Linked DNA regions of Mus musculus: all the other regions are linked to region 2. A link is a contact called in public promoter capture Hi-C data. All regions are on one chromosome and are shown on one strand. The core of a region is the stretch at or near the end of the contact, and the rest is flanking DNA. Distances in the headings are between cores, read along the strand shown.

Region 1 (4,717 bases), core at 1,655-4,154, 320 kb before region 2:
GTAGGTGCTGAACATATGACATTCAGAGGAGGAATGCTAACACAGCTAAGTAGCTCTAGGAAGGAGATGGGGACCACAAGCCCCCTGCTAAGAATAAACTGCCAACGCAGCAGGAAGGATGTACTTCACTGAAATTCTTCGGGTGTGGGGTAAGGAACAGATTGATAAACTACACCCTGTTGATTGGTCGGCCTGTGAATGGGACCATCGTACTTGGCATGACAGGCTAATGGCATATCTTGCTATGTTTTGGAAGGTGTTTTACGTGGAGTCAGCTTCTGTGAGAAAGAAGGTAAAAAAAAGCAGCAACAAATATGAAGAATAGCAACAGGGTACATTATTAATATCCAAGGTCAACACTGATCAAGATTTATACTGACCAAACAATCAGGTATCCTGCAAAGTAGATAATGTAAGAACTTGGTTGGATTAAACCATCAGAAAATATTTCCTTTTTTTTTTTTTTAGATTTCCTGTATTTTATGTGTCTTTTGCCCTTGTTTATGTATGTGCGGTAAGTGCTCTTCTCCAACCCAAGACTACACATTATTAAAGCCCTTAGATAATACAGTTGGTTTTTTGCTTGGTTTGGTTTTCATTGTTTTGTAGCTATGGTTCAAACTCATAAAGATCCACCTGCCTCTGCCTTTTGCTGGGAGTAAAGGCTTGTTATCACTATATCTAGCCCTTAATGTACAAGTTTTAATATGAGGAATCAATGTTACTAGAGATTTATAAACCAAGTCAGGATATGAATCATTAGAATAGTAGTCAATTAAAACAAGACATGGAGCTTGAACAGATGGGAAAAAAAAATCTCTGAGCCAAACTAAAACTTTAAATGTATGTTATAATCCTAAAATGAGTTATAGATGAGTAGGAGAAAGGGTTATATTAAAATTAATTCAGAACACAATAATGAAAATGTCACACCTACTAAACAACTAACGTTGCTTAAGCATCAAGGATGAGCTAAGGCATTTTCTATGTGAGGAGCGATAAAAATGTTCCCACCAACAGCCTATAACTCTCGTCTTCAGGCTTTCTTTAAAATTCTCTACGAGCCAAGCCAACGATGTTCATGGAGGTTATTCGTCCCCCATGGGCCTCCTGATAGGAGAGAAACTACTGGTGAAATTGAAAAGGAATACAGGCTGAGCCACGCCCCCAGCAGTGTCTTGGGTTCCCAAACTGGATGGACTGTGGGAAGAGATTTCAACCAGAAATGGCGTTATTATTATACTAAGCAAATCCCTCTTAGAGTAGACTTCGGTACTTTCTTCATGAGACACACTGTAACACACTCTATAAACCTAAACCGTGTCTTAGGTGATTATCTCTGTATCTAACTGGTTCACGTAGCACTAACCTAGGTTTTAGGTTTTAAAGTATGAAGAGTAGTTTCAAATCCTGATTTCTCCAAGACCCTGGGAGAGCTGCGCATGCTGAGTCTGCTTTCTTGTCAAGAACATGGGAACATGTCCTAACTCCCAGGGAGATAGGAGATCTATGCGCACTAAATGAACAGTTGCATGTAAGACATCCAGCCACAATGCAAGGCTGTTGGGAAAGCTTATAACCTGTCCTCCAATCACCTCTCAACACCTCTGTCTAGTAATATAAGCCCCGAAGTGTGACATGTTATGACCATGCTATGAGTCACAGTAAGTATACATTAACCATACCAAAATAAGCACTGTGAAACCTTAACAATCATTTCAAAAACATGTGTTCTTCCTTTAATAAAACTTAATCTTAAATAAAACTAAAAGGTGCACGGTGACTGCTGGATAAGACAGTCATTCCCATGGGAAGAGGTGGGGCAGGCAAAAGTAAAAGCTATGGTAGAGTACACATCTCTATTGTGGACTGTCTAGACCGAGAAAGTACGCGCATGCTTGAAGAGGTAAGACATATGGTGGACAGAATCCCAAAGTCTCCCTGTGTGTGGTATTCTGATGTCGGAATGTGTATTCTGAGTAGACATGGGCAGGTATATCAAGGGTGTATCAGAAACATTAAATTTTAGAGACTAGAGCACAAAAAGTTAGGAGTTGTAACTTCCACTGTAAGTTCCTGAGGGACAGTGCCCGGGCTCGCGCTGTCTGTGCCCCTCCAGCTTCACAACAGTGCCTTACTTGCAGAATTAGCGATTGCACCCACGTGGTAGCGGAAATACAATGGCAGAGCAGATGCTCTCCAAACAATTGCTGACAGGAAAGACCCAGGGATGGAGGCAGATGAGGCACTAGGGGCGGGTGACAGCGGAGACAAGAGCAGTGTGTCAAATCTGCAGGTTCTGACTTCTGCAAGCTGTCAACCTGTGCAGGTGACAGACAGCGACCCAGGGCGACCTTGGCAGTGAAGCCAGCCGGCGGAGAGTGACAGCGCGGGTCTGTGGGCTGCACAGGGGGGGAGGCCAGGTGAGCGTGGCGCCCCGGAAGCAGTTACCTGTAGTAGCTTAGGAGCCCGTTGCTCAGCACGAACCATCGCCGCTGGTAGCCTTTGATGTAATTGGTCCATTTGAAGAGCCAGCCCTCTCTAGCCGAGCCCGAGCCCCCGGCGCCCGAACCGCCCGAGCCCGCGGCTGGCGGTGCAGAGCCCGGGCCGCCTGCCGCCACTCCTCCGGCCCCGGGGCCCGGGCCGCCCGCCGTCGCCGCCGTCGCGGCCGCCACCCCGGGGCCGGGCCCCGCGTCCCCGCGTCCGCCGCCGCCTCCCACCGCGGGTGGACCCGCGCCGCCGCCGCCCGGAGCCGCGATGGCTGCCGGGCCCGGCCCCACCACTCCTCTCAGCTCGGTCGCCGCCATGAGCCGCCGCCGCCCGGAGAGACACGACCGGAACCGCCTACGAGCTCCGCCGCCGCCGCCCGGAGCGCCCAACACGGCTAGCGCTTCAGCCGCCGCCGCGCAGCGTCCCCGCCCCGCCAGCCCCGCCGCGGGAAGGAGGGCTCGACTGCCGGGAAGGAGGGCGGCGATTGGTGCCGCCAAGTGTCACTTGCGGAAGACCCCGCGGACATTGGCATTTCTCTCGGGCCTGTCATGCTACTCCGCCCAGTGAGAAGCTCAAGGCGCGACGCGTCCTCCAGGCCTGCTTTCGATTGGCTAACAGGAAAGCCAATCAGGCAGGGCTACAAAATCATTGGTGGCTTTCCGAAGTCCGAGGACGGGAGAATGCAGAGCTCACGGCCGGTTTGGCCTCCGAATGGCTAGTACTTCCGTCAGTCATTACAGTTTATGCTTCTGTCATTGCCACGTCACCCCCGCCCATCGCGCTGCCCTTCATCCTCTTCCGCCCTTACGGATTGGTGGTTGATATCAGCTGCTCAAACCTTTCTACCAATTACTGAATGCATTGAAGTAAATGGGGCAGAGTCCAGCCTTCACATACTCATTCTTATTTTTTATTGGCTGACACCTATGTCTTTCACCTGTCGGTGGAGAGGCAGGGCTATGATTGGAGATGATTGGTTCTGGACATTGTCAGTGAAAGCTGCAGTTGGCCGAGATAGCAAATAAATTCATGGATGCACAAGTGGGCAGGCACGTTTGCAGCTTTAAGGAAGTGATGGGTCTCTATAAATGCTCTTGATGTGGGTGTGCTGTGGAATTCCCTCCTTCTCAATTGAGACTTGCAGATGGCCTTAATAAAGAGAGATGGATGGTTCCTGGGTCTCCTAGGGATTCCGTTTTCATATCCTGCTTCCGGAAGAACCCAGAGAGAGCTTCCTCGGCCCCCTCCTGGACTCACGACTCCTCCAATCCTCACCCCATTCCCTTTCCTGGTCTACCCTCTGTCTCTTCACTCTAGATTCTAATACACTTCTATTAATTCTGACCATCTAGTTGCCGACCTTATTTACGGGGAGAATAGATTGGCAAAGACCTACTACCTACCTTTATATCTCTTTTCCAAATCTAAAGGCCCTTGTTAGGTTTAGTGTGGTAAAAACACAATTAATTCTCTTGTTTATTGCTAGGGTTTTGTTTTGAACTGGGTGTTGAATGATTAGATTTGATCAGCTTAATTACAGCTGTGTTAGAGGTCACAAATTTCAGTAACTAGTCCAGCATTGAGCTGTTGTGAACTATTATTACAAAAATAGCCAAAACCTGCATTTTGGGGAATCTAACACCTATTACAGTGTAGCAGTTTTTGACCTGGCAGTAGGAATAGGGTTTAACTTTTATTTATTCATTTCTTCTGATTTGTGTGTGTGTGTGTGTGTGTGTGTGTGTGTACACCTAAGTGCAGGTACTTGTGGATGCCAGCAGAGGGCATAAAATCCCCTGGAGCTGGAACTAAAGTTGGTGGGTAGCCAACCCATAAGAATACTGGGAACAGAACTCAAGTTCTCTAGAAGAACAGGAACTGTTAACATCTCTCCAGTCCTAGGAGTTGCTTTTAGATACTGTAAAAAACTATTTACCTCATGAATATCAAGAAGTAATCTAAGCTGGGAGGTGTCGGCACATACCTTTAATCCCAGCTCTGAAGAGATAGAGGTGGGTGGATCTCTGAGTTCGAGGCCAGCCTAGTCTACACAGAGAAATCCTGTCTCAAATGGAAAGAAGGAAGGAAGGAAGGAAGGAAGGAAGGAAGGAAGGAAGGAAGGAAGGAAGGAAGGAAGGAGTGAATCTAGTCTGATTTGGAAAGCCTGGCTTCTCACTTTGGTTAAATACCTTTACAGGAAAGGAGTGGAAAGAGGGAGGGGGGGCCT
Region 2 (4,468 bases), core at 146-2,645:
CCATATATGAGAACAAGTCATTTCCACCATACAAAACTATCTGACTTCTAGCCTTGAAGGGCTTCAGACACAGGGTCCCAACCTAAGCTGAAGCCTCAGATGATCCCCGAAAGCCACTGGGGTACAGTGGGCCAAGGTAAGACACTGGAGGACTGTCATTCATTTTTGTACTCCCAGAACATGGGGCATGGGCTGCTTTTATCACTGTTAACATTAGAGTGAGGTCTAGTCAGAATCGTTCCTAATAGAGGATGAAATTTGCCTTTGTTTGTTTGTTTGTTTGTTTTTAAATTGCTATGACAAAAAAAAAACCCAGACTAAATGAACGTAGGAAAGCTTTATGCCTATTTCCAATTTGAAGGGAGGGGTGGTGACAAGGGCTGCTCTGGCCCTGCCAGCAGAGTATGTGATGGGCTGGTCACACTCTCTGCAGTCAGGAAGCAGACAGATGAGTGCTCACTCAGCTCACGGTTCCTTTTTCATCCAGTCCAAAGCCATGGGATTTTGAATTCCATATTCAGGATTCATCTTCTAAGTTAAATGCTTATGGGAACTCTCTCACAGAGGTAACCAGAGTCATAATTCATATCCCAGGCAACCCTAAATGTCTAATTATGAGTGTCTGCCCTCTGCTTTCTCTCAAGTGTTCTCCCTCACTCCCTCTATTCTATGGTGTGACATGAAAGCCCTCAGAAGTGCTAGTGTTCTGGCACAGGACTTTTCAGATTCTATGGCCACGAGAAAAATAAACTCTTCTTCTTTATAACCCACCCTGTCAGTGGCATTCTCTTATACTATCAGACAACAGACCAATACATCTGGATAAATATGAGAGAATCTGATTATCTCCTCTATGTCAGTTTTGTCTTTCATTACATTGATTCAGTAGTGGTATTTAGGTCATGGGTTATCCCAAGGATGGAAGAAATGGATGCACCCTGAAGCAAATTGAACAGCAAGTGACAGTTGATGTAAACGCAATATATTTAAATTACCATTGTCTTAATTTATGACAAATGAACTAACCTTGCTTGGCCTGAGAGGATTAAACATTATAATTTCTATAAAAACAGTTTTAGCAACATCACTGATACGTTATGTAAACTCAGTCCCTTAATGGCCACAATATGTTGTTCCCCTTCCCAACACTATTCATTCTGCCTGGCTTCACTTTTTTTTTACATAGCTAGACTTATTCTCCCCCATCCCACTCTACCTTCCCACTGACTTAGCCCCTTGTTCTGCTTTTATTTCTTGCTCCAATAATGTGTGAAGCAACATCTTAGAGCCAGATGCTGATGGCTCCATATACCAGCTTCCTTCTTAATGGTATACTTGGGGAAGTGGGTGGGCCATTAGTGCCCTCAAATAGGAGTGTTATTAGCACACCTTTCAGGCAGCCAGCAAAACCACTTCCACTGGACTTGCTGAGGAATTGCACAAAGAAGAGATTCGTTAAGCCTGAGGAGGAAGAGACTGCTGGTTTTGGGGGACAGACTCTGGTGGTCATTACTGTCTCCTCTTCTGTAATGAGTTGGACTTGCAGGGGAAGGACTTGTCAAATCCTGAATTCTTCAAGGTAAACCCTACCAGACCTTTCTCCATTGGAATCATCTCTTCATTTTTCTGTCTGCTAAGGGTGGCTTTCTTGGGATAAAAGTCTTCTGTTTCATTTCTCAGTAGAGGTTTGGAATTTTTAGCTGTGTGGACAAATGTCTTTGGAATGCAGATATTACCTGGCGCCTGGTAACCCGGTGCCATGATTTTTGGCATAATATATTTGGAAAATGTAGACATGGATAGACCAATGTTAGGCAGGCAGTCAGGCACGCACGCGCACACACACACATACACACACACACACACACACACACACACACACACACACACACACACACATTTTGACATATTAAGAGGCTGCCTCTGAGTTTGGTGGCCAGGTCTAGCTATGAGAGGTGGCCTGAATGATAAGTTTTGTGAGGGAGATCCTGCCTGAGTGCATAAGAGTGTGGTGATAATTAGAGGCAGATTTGACCCTTAACTTCTCAGATCCCTGCCAGGTGGACTTGGGAATGTTATTTAATGCTCTATTTCTTAGATTCCTCATCTGTAAAATGGAAAGTGTCATAATGACAATACACATTCCAATAGATGTTTTGCAAACTGAATTGGTTGACATGAGTAAAACACCCAGAAGTGTTCTACACAGATAGAGCTGGGGAGATGAACTCCTTAGTGGGACACTAGGAAGCCTACAATTTCTAGATTTCTTTTAAAAGCCAAATTGACTATATTTTGTAGAACATGGCTTGCTTTACCTGAAGGCTGGAGCTTACCTTCAATTCTTTTCTAAAAAGCTCAACAATGTGTCAGACCTCCAAAGCCATTGTGTGGTGTTTTCAGCATGAAGACCCAGTGCCTGCTAATGGATTTTCTATTATTATTCTTAAACATGGCTATTTATAAAGTTTGTATTAGATATATATGAACTGTGAGGCAGTGAGGCAGATGAGCACACAGAGAGATGCAAGCACCTTTAAAATTGAAGCTCAGCCTGAGGTGTGTGGAACTTGTGCTGAAGGGATTCCCAGAACATGAAGAAAGGGTTCACCATTCAGACTAGGCCAGGACTAAAAGGGTTTTTTGAAAGCTTGATTTTGGCAGTATCCAGGCCAAGTTGTAGTGGGGAGAGAGGATTTGCTTTGTGAAGAGAATAGTTTTAGGGTATAAAGGCAAGGCGCAGGGTGTGACTTCTGGAACTCAGACCCTCCTCAGAAGAGCAATCCTGATGCGTGGACAAGATGAACTCTTCTGTGACACTAAAAAATACTGTTAGAAAGTGGTCCAAGGAGGCACCAAGCCTGTGAGTTCTTCCCCATGATAGCCCCAAACAGCCCCAAATGGCCTCCCAGGAATCTCATAATACAGGACTGGGGATCTCGGCAGGTGGTACCTCATCAGGCAGACACATGAAGCCAGAGGAGACTGGTGGTTCTGTTTATCAGCCCTTGGATGAGTCACGCCATGTTCAACGAGGTGTACTGCAAGCCCTCGGGGTAAGTCAGCCTTTGCTATAAAGTTGGCTTATGAGAGAAGGAGCAAAAGATTATATGGACATTCTGTAAATTTCTTCCTGTAAATTTCTGAGTTATTTATCAAGTCACTGAGGACAAGATAGGGTCATGGAGATCTGAGGAGTAGAAATGGAGAATCAGTCAGTCTCTCATAGGGAGAATATCCACCCCAGCGTACCTCAGAGAATTTGTTCTAAGGCTCTTTATTGTTTCTTGGTGCTTTCTGACCACTTATATCAGGAGGTTGAGTTCTGTGAAGTTCCCCTCTCTTCCCCTCTCCTTCCCCCACTCCCCTTCCCTTCCCTCCCCCTTGCCTTCTTTCCCCTTCTCTCCCCTCCCTTTCCCTCCCCTCACCCTTGCCTTTTTTCCCCTTCTCTCCCCTCTTCCTTCTTTCTTCCCTTCTTCCCTCTCTCTTTCATCCCCCCTCCCTTACCACTCCTCCCCTTCTCTGCCCTCCCTTTCCCTCCTCTCCTCTCTTCTGTCTTTCCTGTGGTGCTGGGGATGAGAACCAGGTCCTCCTGGATGCCAGGAAAATGCTATTATTCAGTTAAAACTCCAACCCTTTGTACAGTTTTTATATGGAGTCTTACTAAATCACACAGGTTGGCCTTGAACTCATTCTGTAGCTCATATAGATGTTTCTACCTCATCACCATAATCTATATTTTAAATAAAAATATTTTAAAATAAAAATTTGACAGCTACCTGGCTTTGTCGTATTTCTCAGAACAAGATTTTGTTCAGTTAATTTAGGCTTAGCATTTAAACCATTTAAAGGCACAATAAGTCCTTTTGGAGGAAAATAAAAATAACATTATACCTTTTTTTTTTCTTCGTCTTCCTTACAGGCCATCCAGATCCTGAATGGAATACTGATTCTAGCTCTCGGAATTTTTCTGGTTTGTTTACAACACGTGTCCCACCACTTCAGGCATTTCTTCTTCTTCACCTTCTACACAGGCTACCCACTGTGGGGTGCTGTGTTTGTGAGTATTCATTTCCTTGGCCATAGACCATCTCCTACCCAGCACTGCTAGTGTGCTAGTATGAAAGTGTTCTTTGAAGATTACCAGCTGTGGTTTTGATTTATAATTTCCAACAAAAGTAGGCAAAAGTCTCTTTCTTTCTGTGCAACTTATGATTTTACTTTTTGTTATGGCCAAATAAAATCCTGTTGTGTATACGTACTACATTTTATTTATCCATTCATTTGTTGATGGGCATGATGGACATGACCAGTTCCATCTCCTGGGTATTATGAATGGTGCAGCAATAAACATGGGTTTATAAGTATCTTAGTGGTGAAACATAAAAGTCCTTGGATACACACACACACACACACACACACACATACAGAGAGAGAGAGAGAGAGAGAGAGGCACATGCACACAAAT
Region 3 (4,896 bases), core at 840-3,339, 360 kb after region 2:
AACAGGTAACAACAAGATGAAGGTTTGATTAGGGAACATTAAGACCTAATAAAAAATATATAATATTCAGTCATTCATAAACCACTTTAAAATTAGAGGACCTCCCGTGAAGGGAGATTTTGTAATGCTGGAAAATAAGATACATAAGGATTTATGAAGCTTTCCAAAACTGAGCTCAGATACACCATCCATGTCAAAATGAACACACCTGAGATGTCTATTAGCAAGCAACTGAAAGAACCTAGTGGGGAAACCCCCCACTCAATTCCCGATTTGGTGTGCACCCAAGAATCATGAACAGACGACCATCTTGATGTAAAAGCATGAGGTAGTTTAATGACGGAGCCCCGGGCCAACACGTATCTCATGCAGGAGACAGTGGTTTCAACTGTTTAATGGCAGAGCTCCGGGTCGAACCGTATCTTACACAGAAGACAGTGGATTCGACCCCGAGGCTTGGAAGCTGGGGGTTTTTATAGAAAAGGGGTGGGGCTGGGGGAGGAATTGGCTCAGTTTCACATGATTGGTCCATTTAAACATCAGCAGCCTGTTAACATTTAACTTAGGTCAGAAGGGCGGGAGATAGGGAGGCGCCGGGCCAGTCCAGCATGTCATTCTCTTTATCTCTATCTTTATGGCCAAGCAGCCTCAGGAATGTCTTAAAGACAGGCCTGCCCGGGCATATCCTGGCCTGTTCTGCTATGTTCTCAGCCCCAGGTTTCAAAGCTCACAAACAACTCTTTGGACTATTTGACACACATTACATGAATCACAGGTCTCAAGTTTTATTTCCTTTCACAACCACCTGCAATAGAGAACCACAGATCAGTAACACTTGCCGTAACTCATTGTGATACTGTCAAGTTCTTATGGTTAAGCTCATAGATACATATTAAACTGATAAAGAAACAGCTTAAATGAACTATGGAAACAAATTGAGATAAAATATTTGACCATAATAGATAGAACAGAATGATATAAAAAGTAGCTGACTAATAGCATTTTCTATTATTACTAACATTGACTTACAGACCAAGTGCATTATAATCCACTTAAAATGTGTGCATATATATGGGTGTGTGAGTGTGTGTATGTATGTATGTATATGACTAACAAAACATGTCCATATATATATATACACACACACACACACACACACACACACACATATATATATATATGACCAATAAGACATGGTGGGACAGAGATAACTGTAGAGCACTTGCTGCTCTTACATGGAACACACACTGGGCAGTTCAAACTTGCCTATAGTTAGCTCCAAGGGATCTGATGAACTCTTCTGGCCTCTGCATGTATCTTCACACAAATTGGATACATTCACAAAAACACCAACACACGCATGCACATACACTTAAAAAAAATAATAAATTCTTTTGCTCATTTATGTTTTTGCAATTTGGCAGCCAGATCCACTGATGAAGATGCATGACTGAGGCTATCTAATTCTGCACAATCCACTAGTGACCATAGATGTATGAGAAAACTTGACAGGGGTAAATAGAACATTACTAGCCAGGAAAAAAATTAGCAATGTAACTGGCAGAGTTCCCACAAAACAGAATTGTAGTTCTTTAAAGCCACTCTGCTTTAGGGTGGTATATAACACAAGTCTGCTAAAATGACGTTGACACAAAACAAGAAAAGAACCTTTTAAGTGACAGGCAACACGAATAATATGACTGATTAGTTTTAAGGCCTGAGAGGTTTTGTCCTCTCTCTCTACACTTGAAATGGAAGAATTAGAAACTTGGGAACTAAAAGATTTGACAGGTTAATACATATGTGAATGAGGTAGTTGTAAGAGCAAAGTAGTATATGACTTGCCCAAGGACACCGTATTTTCTGATCAAACCAAGACTACTAGTCATATTCTCCAAACCAATACACAAGCAATGGCACTTTAATTCTTTAGGCTCTTGCCCATCCCTGAAATTCTATGACTCTGTGACTTTATGGTTCTATAATTCTAAATCAGAGTACAACAATGCCAGTGCTCTAAACAGCTTCAGTACAGGAAACGAACATGGTCTAAATGGGAGTGCCAGCTCTATCCTTCCCTTCCACTTGAAAAAACCAACTATACCATCATGGATTCAAAAAATGTACATAGTCCCTTGTTCCTGGTGTTCCCTCCAGAGGTCACCACTCAAGAATACCAAACAACAGAACTTACAGCCACAGCCTATAATCCCCAAAACCGAGTGCAGAAGATCATTATTAGAAAATTGGAGATCTTAGGGGTAAGTAAAATGTGTCCCTATGTATAAGATCTGGTAGCACACAATGTCCAAGGAATCAGCTCCATATGTCATTGCCAATCAATTCAGGAAGTATGGATTGTGCTTCTACATGAATTATGAACAAGATTCTGTGAATAGGAAAATACAAGATGAGTAAATTCAATGTTCCTGAACTCTTAAAAATCACAGCCTCCAAACTAATTATCTTTCTAGTCAATCTTAAGGAGCAAAAGAAAAAAGGACAACTGAGTATAAGTTAGCTCAGATTTCTTCTCTTAGCAAACTGCAACACACACTTTTACAGCTTCCCAAGCAGACCTCAGAACTCATAGTTTTACATAGTATTCAGATATATATGTTTGTTTATGCATATAAGTATAAAGATTTTTTTAGAATGGCCTCTTTAATTTTTAAATTAATAATATAAGTACATCATCTCCCTCCAACCTCATTCATGGCTCCTCCCCCATTGTTCCCTCTCAAATTTATGGTCTCTTTTTCTTTGTTATTGTTTACATATGTATATAAATGCGCAAACATATAAATACAACTTTCAGAGTTTTATTAGTGTTGCTGGCTGATACTTGGATAATCTATTGGGGGTGGGGGTTATCTCTAGAAAAGATCAATTCTCTCTTTCTCAGAAATCCTTAGTTGCCTGAAGTTCTTTGTCTAGGCTTAGATGGACCTTGGCAAACATTCATTTCTCCATCCATCAACCTGTCATTCCACAGAAGTTAATTTCATTTACCAAACCTTTCTTAGGATAATGGACAGGTAGGAAGCAGTCAGATATGTTTGAGGTAGTAATGTTACACATATCTTGGAGAATATTTTGCCTTTTGAACACTGGCCTCTCGTAATGGAAAGTACAAAGTAATCCTTTTCAGAACAAAAAATAAAATAAAACAAGACAAAAAATAAATATCATTCTGTGGCACTTGGGGGAAAAAAAACACTAATGTAATCTGCTTCAGCATCTCGTCAAGTATGATGGACTTCAAGCTTGAATGAAATAGTTTGCTTTAACAGAAACTGCACTAGGTGCAAACAACTATGTTGGATGCTGTTTTCACAGGAAAAAAATATAAGCTAGTTTTTCCTCACTTAAGAAAATAAAGGTTTCATGTGAAAATAATAATACTATGAAAATATTAAGAATTATATTTCAATAGAGTATCTAGAAGGATCATAAATGGTGACAGTGATGTGGGAATGCCCAGAGTTAGAACAGTTGTTCCAGTTAAAAGAAATGAGCACATTCTGCAATGAATTGGGTATTTCATATGGACCGTGAAGAAATCATGGAATCTCAACGAGTAGAACTAAAATGAGGACACAGAAGCACAAAAGATGCAGTAAGCTCTTGAAGCCAAAGAGCAGGAAGCATCGGGGAAGCAGTGGAGGAGGCTGGGAGAGGTCAATCTAGGCTTAAAGGATTTAAGAAGACTAATAAAAGAAGCTTGACAAATTAGTCCCATCATACCCATATAATAGAATAGTATTCTGTAGTACAAGAAATTAGCTAACAAGCCAAGAGGAAGCGTGAAGAGTCTCGTTTTCATATTGTAACATGAAAGAATCAGTGAGTGCTCTAGGTGACGATGAGTGATGGAGGAATATCTATGTGCTGCAGACTGGACTCAGTCGGCCCTCATTCTGCAGGAGGATCAGGGTCCCGGTACAGGTGGGCAGGGAGTCAGCGAAAAAGTGACAGACACAAACACAAGGGAGTGTTATGAATGTAGTTTCTCAAAGTGAGCATCAGGCTTATATTACAGAAGGAAACAAGGAAGTTAAGTGATACATTAAGGTCATCCAAGGTACACTGAAGTTATCTGATCAAAATGACTCTTACAACAAAACAGAGGAATGCATACATAAAAGCTAACAGGAACAAACTGGGATAAAAATCAATGTTAACAACTGGGATCAAAAGCAGCCCCACCTAAGGTCAGCTTAATCTTAGAAGCCAGGGACAAGGGCTTCATGCCCTTGCCATAGTTCCAATTCTAGTCTATTTTATAATCCACCTTCCCCCTAGGCCATTGTAAGTTCCTGTGTATGGGAGTCACTCAGCTATCTATTGTTCTAAGTATACTACGTAGACTAGCCCTGAGATTACTAGCTCTATTCTAGTAGAATGTAATGCCTGATTTCTATCACTATCAACACTGGAGGCATTTCATCTGAATGAGTAACATTCTTACAACGATCAAAGCCCAAGGTTGGCTCAACAATTTCCTAGGATATTGGAACACTGATGAAGGCTAATCTAACTTAGCTATATGTCAAAATCAATCCTTAGAGTCACTTAGAATAAAACAATATTGAAGGAAATCACACAGATCCATTCACCGACTAAAGCAAGGACAGATTTGGAGCATTCATTTTACAGGATGCCATGGTTCCAGGAGACCAAGTTTCCATGAACTTTTCGCCTTGGGACTGTGTCCAAGCTTTTGGGCCTGTCATGCAAGTCACTACTGGAGTTGGTGTGGCATCTATATATCCACCGACATGTAGGAGAAACAGGAGAGCTATGAAATGCACATCCCAGTGCTGTCTACAACAGGAAAATGGGATAAAAGTCAATATGAACTTGTTTTAACTCTTCTGCCAGATTGCTACTTAT
Region 4 (4,561 bases), core at 1,833-4,332, 480 kb after region 2:
GAAATGTTGGCAGATTTGGTCTTACGAGCATCTTATGCGGGTCAGGGTAGATGTTGAGACCTCACAAACACAGCATGAGGAATCTCATGTCTAAAAGCCAGTTTTCCAACAATTCTCCTGGTCCTCTGACTCTCATAGTCTTTCTGCCCCACTCTTCCACAGTGTTCCTTTAGGGGATTGGGAGTATGTTACATATCCCACTAGGGTATGGGTAGTTCACAGTTACTCATTCTCTATTCTGATTCTCTGTAATAGCATTCATCCACAGTAAGGCTTTTCTGATGAGTGAGACAACTTTAATTCGTCATGATTTTATATAAACATAGAAAAACATTCAAAAGAAACCACTAAAGAAAACTACAACTAATCGAAATGCAGAGTTATGGGTTCCAGTCATAGTGGATACACCTGAAAAACAACTCCCACACCTAACGCTCAGGGAACACTGTGGAAGAGGGAGCAGAAAAATTGTAAGAGCCAAATTGGGAAGTTTGCTGTGAGATTCTGTCTCTTAGTGATGTCAGAAGCTACACCCATGAAGTCTCACCAACATGACTGCCCAAACAGAAGCTGAACAAGGATGACATCAACGAACATGCCAAAGTGAAAAGAGAAAGCCCAGGAGACCTCAGCCCTACACAAAGAACTGCAGGCAACGAAGAAATGCAGAGAATGAAGAAAAATAATCTTCCCCAGTGAAGAGCACACCAATTGGTTGTCCAATACTGAATGGTCAGCCATGAAAACATACATACAAGTAACAGACTACATACTGAGCAGGGTATATTTAGGAATACACACATATACATGTGTAACAATTAATGACAAAAGAGGCCATGAATTTGAAAGACAGCAAGGGAGTTTTGAGCAAAGAAAAGAAAGGGGAAATAAAACACAATTTTTAAAAAAATAAAATGAAGAAATTAAGGTCAAAAAAAACTTCAAAAGGCAAGAAACCTGAAAGGAAGGAGTGATGTCCAAGACCGTGAAAGATACAGAGCATCGTTATCTACTGGTGATGTAAGAAACACCACATGTATGTTTTTAAATTGTCCTAGCAGCCACACAAAGAGAGTAAATAGGAACATATGTGTTTAATTTTGACAACACAGTTAATATGTCAAAAACATCTAAATGATGCAGGTAAAAACTATTGATGATATACTTTATAATCTATGGAGTCATATGGTCTACAGATCATATGGAGTCTTCAGAATTGTGTATTTTATACCTAAAACACGTGTCAACTTAAGCTAACCATGTGACAAAAGTGCTATAGTTATGTCTAGCTCCTCATTACATTGTGTGAAACTAGAAGCTTTCATAGAATTCACAGAACCTGTACCCAAGAGCTCCTGCTTGCAGAGAATGAGCAAGTTAGCAAAAGAGTGGCCCCAGAGGCAAGCCAGGTGACGGGCCAAGAAAGCCAAGTGTGCAGTGAGAAAGTTAAGGCTACCTGCAGGTCTGTGCATGACAGAAGGCTGCTTCTAGAGATCACAGTCCACGTCTCACTGTGTCATTGATGTCTTAGATGGCTTTGGCTTCTCATCCCTTCCCGGCCAGCCACCAGCATTGGCTCACAGTGTTAAGTGTCATCTTAAAACAACTCCCCCGTAGGACTCCCTCTGCACACAACTACCTTTCCTTTCTTAAAGCCAGAGCTCCAGAGGTAAGTACATATTATCTCCACACAATTACCTCGTGTTTTCCCTTTGACTCTACTCTAGGTCGAGTCTGACTTCCATCTGTCCTCTGAGGCCACTTCTTTTCAGTGATAGCACTCACCTTCACATTGCAAAAAGCCAGCAACCAAATGCATAACCCTTGAGAGATTTAGGCATCGTTTTCCATTTTTTCCTAGAGCTCAGGGCTCTGCAAGGGCATCCTTACCTTTCTGTCTGCTCCTTACCACCTAAGCTGCATTCGATTTTTATTGTCTGACCACCTAATACTAAAATGGATCATCTCTCACCCCACCTTTCCCACAAGGTAAACTCTAAGGTAAAGGATATTCTATATTTTTTCCATTCCTTACTACTAATACATAAACAATGTCATTCATATTTATCCTCAACAGGATATATAAATATTGGAGCATTCTAATTCCTAGAGAATTATATGTTCAATAAATTACATAATACATGGAATACCTGGTACTGGAAGCCTCAACAAATTGCCTGTGAGGAACACTCCTTTAGTTAGCAGCTAACCAAGTCACCATTGCTTTTGAGACTCAATGTAATCTGAGTAAGTTAGACCAAATGACCTTCTGTTAATTTATTCACTTCTTCCAGGTGCCCGATATAGCACCCTTACACTTTACTGGGTTTAGTGTTTACCTGTTTAGTCATATCATAAATGACTCTCAGCCTCATAGACATGACTGTCAAATTTGGGTTCTTTAATACCTACCATTTAGGACTAGATTACATAGAGCAGTAGCCTTTTGTCGGGGTTAATTTATTTGTTGATTGGTTGTTTGACAGTTCCATGCATTTATATAATGAATTTTAATTGTCTTTCACCCCCACAACTCCTCTCATCTTCCTCTGGGTCCCTTCTCAAGTCCACCTCCAGCCTCCATCTCTTCTTTTGGCATACTGCCCACTATGTTTAGAGTTTCTTGTCCCAGAGTGGATGACGGACTTGTGCAATCTAATTTCTGAAAATGGAAAGTCCACAGAGCAAGTGTGACCTCGATTTTGCAGAGAGAGGAACAGAAGATACATCTTGCCCAAACACCACCAGATCCAGGGTTCCAACAACATCCTTCCTTCTAGAGTTTAGAACTTTGATTTTTGAGGAGACTCACAATAGAAAGACTTGCTTCTTCTACTGGAAAACAGTTGGTAGTATTTGCTTGGTGGGGAAGTCTATGGAGCAGGGAATCAGCCATAGCTGGGCTCAAGGACTGCAGATTAATAGCTAGAGTATGCCCAACACTGGTCAGTAAAGGATGTCCGCACTAGAGCTCCTCCTGCTGGCCCCAAACCCTAACCGCATCTACCTCTCGCGGGCATGAAGGCTGGATGGAACCTTCAAGGGCCAGTGGAACTAACTTCTGCGTGGCCCTCCTCACGTGGCACCCTTCACCACGGTTGCTCTGAGACACAACCGCAGCTGCGCTGGATCCGCAAGAGGTAATGAGGGGCACATGAAGGTGGCAGATGCCTGCCTGCAGGAAAGCCAGGGCAGAAAGATCTGGACCTAAAAGCAACCCTTTCAGGATTATCCTATTCTAACCTTGGGGTTGTGACAGAGTATGGATCCATGACCCTTGAACAGACCACATTAAGGACAGGCATTGGACACTGCTTCCTGGAGAGCTTCAATTGTATCCTGGCTTCTTTTTTCTCCCCAGTACAACCCTCCAGGTGATTCTTGTCACTTAGAAGAGCCTTTGAAGTTTATTACATTTTTTTGTAAGTCATCGCATAACGGGTAAGTTTTTAATTGTCATAATGGGCAATTTTTAATTCAAGAATCTTCTAAAATGCTTTCCTCTGTGCCTTAGTGTATTTTCTCCTTGTCAAATATCAATGGGCCATTATCGTGGCAACTGAAACCTTCAAAGTCCGTGACTTATATGAGGAAAAGGAAAAGTTTGTTTTGAAAGATCTAAAGACAATGCCTTGAATTTTTTTCTTTTTTTATTTATTAGATATTTTCTTTATATACATTTCAAATGCTATCCCGAAAGTTTCCTATACCCTCCCCCCACGCCCTGCTTCCCTACCCACCCACTCCTGCTTCTTGGCCCTGACATTCCCATACAACTACATATAGTGATTGAAGGGAACCAGAAAAGATTAGTGAGACTTTAGAGGCTGGGTGGGGTTGGGGAGCTGTTTCTTGGGAATGGAGGTAGAGATTATCAAAGCCAAATCTAACTAGAAAGCCACTCAAAGCAAATGTATTAACCTTGGACTGAAAAAACATAAATTATCTCTTATTTGTTTTAGTAAAATTAATGTATATAATATAATATATAAGTGTTTACATGATGTATAGGCAGCCAGGCTTCCAAGAAAATGGAACTAAGAAGTTGAAAGTGGTCAGAAGATGATAAGTTCTGTTTTTTCGTCTGTCTCTGATTTTCTCCGGGTGCCCTTCTTCCCACACATGCAAAGTTTCATGCTCTACGGTTCTGTACATTAGAACAGATAGAATCTAATAATGTCCTGGCTTCTTGCTTTTACATCTTCTGCAGCCTCACCAAATGGTTTCGATATCCACCTTTGTTCAGACCAGCTAGAATAAAGAAGAGTTTTCATGAGCATTAAATATAGAGGCTGAGGGGGGAGTTATGATTCATACAAACTAGGAACCATCACCCTCCCTGCCCATGCTAGAAATGACGAGTTATCCTTGTCTTGCCTACTGAACATCCCCTCTGGTTATCTTGTTCACTAACTTAAGAAACCTGCCTATACTCTAGAATACTATTTCTATTTTCCAGCCTCCTCTGCATCTAACATAAGCATGTGACACAGATCCTTCTAGTCAGGCACACACACCCCACCCCCAAACAGACTTAAACTTAGACAACACTGATGGGTGG

The links. Promoter capture Hi-C pulls out the DNA fragments that hold promoters and counts their contacts.
Region 1: a promoter capture Hi-C map of embryonic stem cells shows a contact between it and region 2, with 4 times the contacts expected there. A contact is called at or near these places in 7 of 39 promoter capture datasets (the HPC-7 cell line, embryonic stem cells, hematopoietic stem and progenitor cells and 4 more).
Region 3: a promoter capture Hi-C map of liver shows a contact between it and region 2, with 6 times the contacts expected there. A contact is called at or near these places in 10 of 39 promoter capture datasets (the 3T3-L1 cell line, embryonic stem cells, frontonasal cranial neural crest and 6 more) and 3 of 9 other capture datasets (adipose tissue, liver and macrophages).
Region 4: a contact with region 2 is called in a promoter capture Hi-C map of trophoblast stem cells, with 4 times the contacts expected there. A contact is called at or near these places in 11 of 39 promoter capture datasets (the 3T3-L1 cell line, cranial neural crest, embryonic stem cells and 6 more) and 2 of 9 other capture datasets (liver and macrophages).

Annotation. Positions count from the first base shown.
Region 1 is chr19:11,964,031-11,968,747 of GRCm38.p6, reverse strand. It overlaps Osbp (oxysterol binding protein), which reads right to left and starts at 2,904. Exons shown (of 14, transcript NM_001033174.1): 1 at 2,452-2,904. The coding sequence starts at 2,807.
Region 2 is chr19:11,637,778-11,642,245 of GRCm38.p6, reverse strand. Ms4a3 (membrane-spanning 4-domains, subfamily A, member 3) reads left to right here and starts at 1,395. Exons shown (of 7, transcript NM_133246.5): 1 at 1,395-1,579; 2 at 2,947-3,056; 3 at 3,923-4,060. The coding sequence starts at 2,970.
Region 3 is chr19:11,281,006-11,285,901 of GRCm38.p6, reverse strand. It overlaps Ms4a5 (membrane-spanning 4-domains, subfamily A, member 5), which reads left to right and starts at 2,089. Exons shown (of 5, transcript NM_183190.2): 1 at 2,089-2,261. The coding sequence starts at 2,109. The region is part of intron 1 of 4930526L06Rik (RIKEN cDNA 4930526L06 gene); the gene reads right to left.
Region 4 is chr19:11,163,851-11,168,411 of GRCm38.p6, reverse strand. Ms4a19 (membrane-spanning 4-domains, subfamily A, member 19) reads left to right here and starts at 3,082. Exons shown (of 8, transcript NM_001370777.1): 1 at 3,082-3,140; 2 at 3,362-3,422.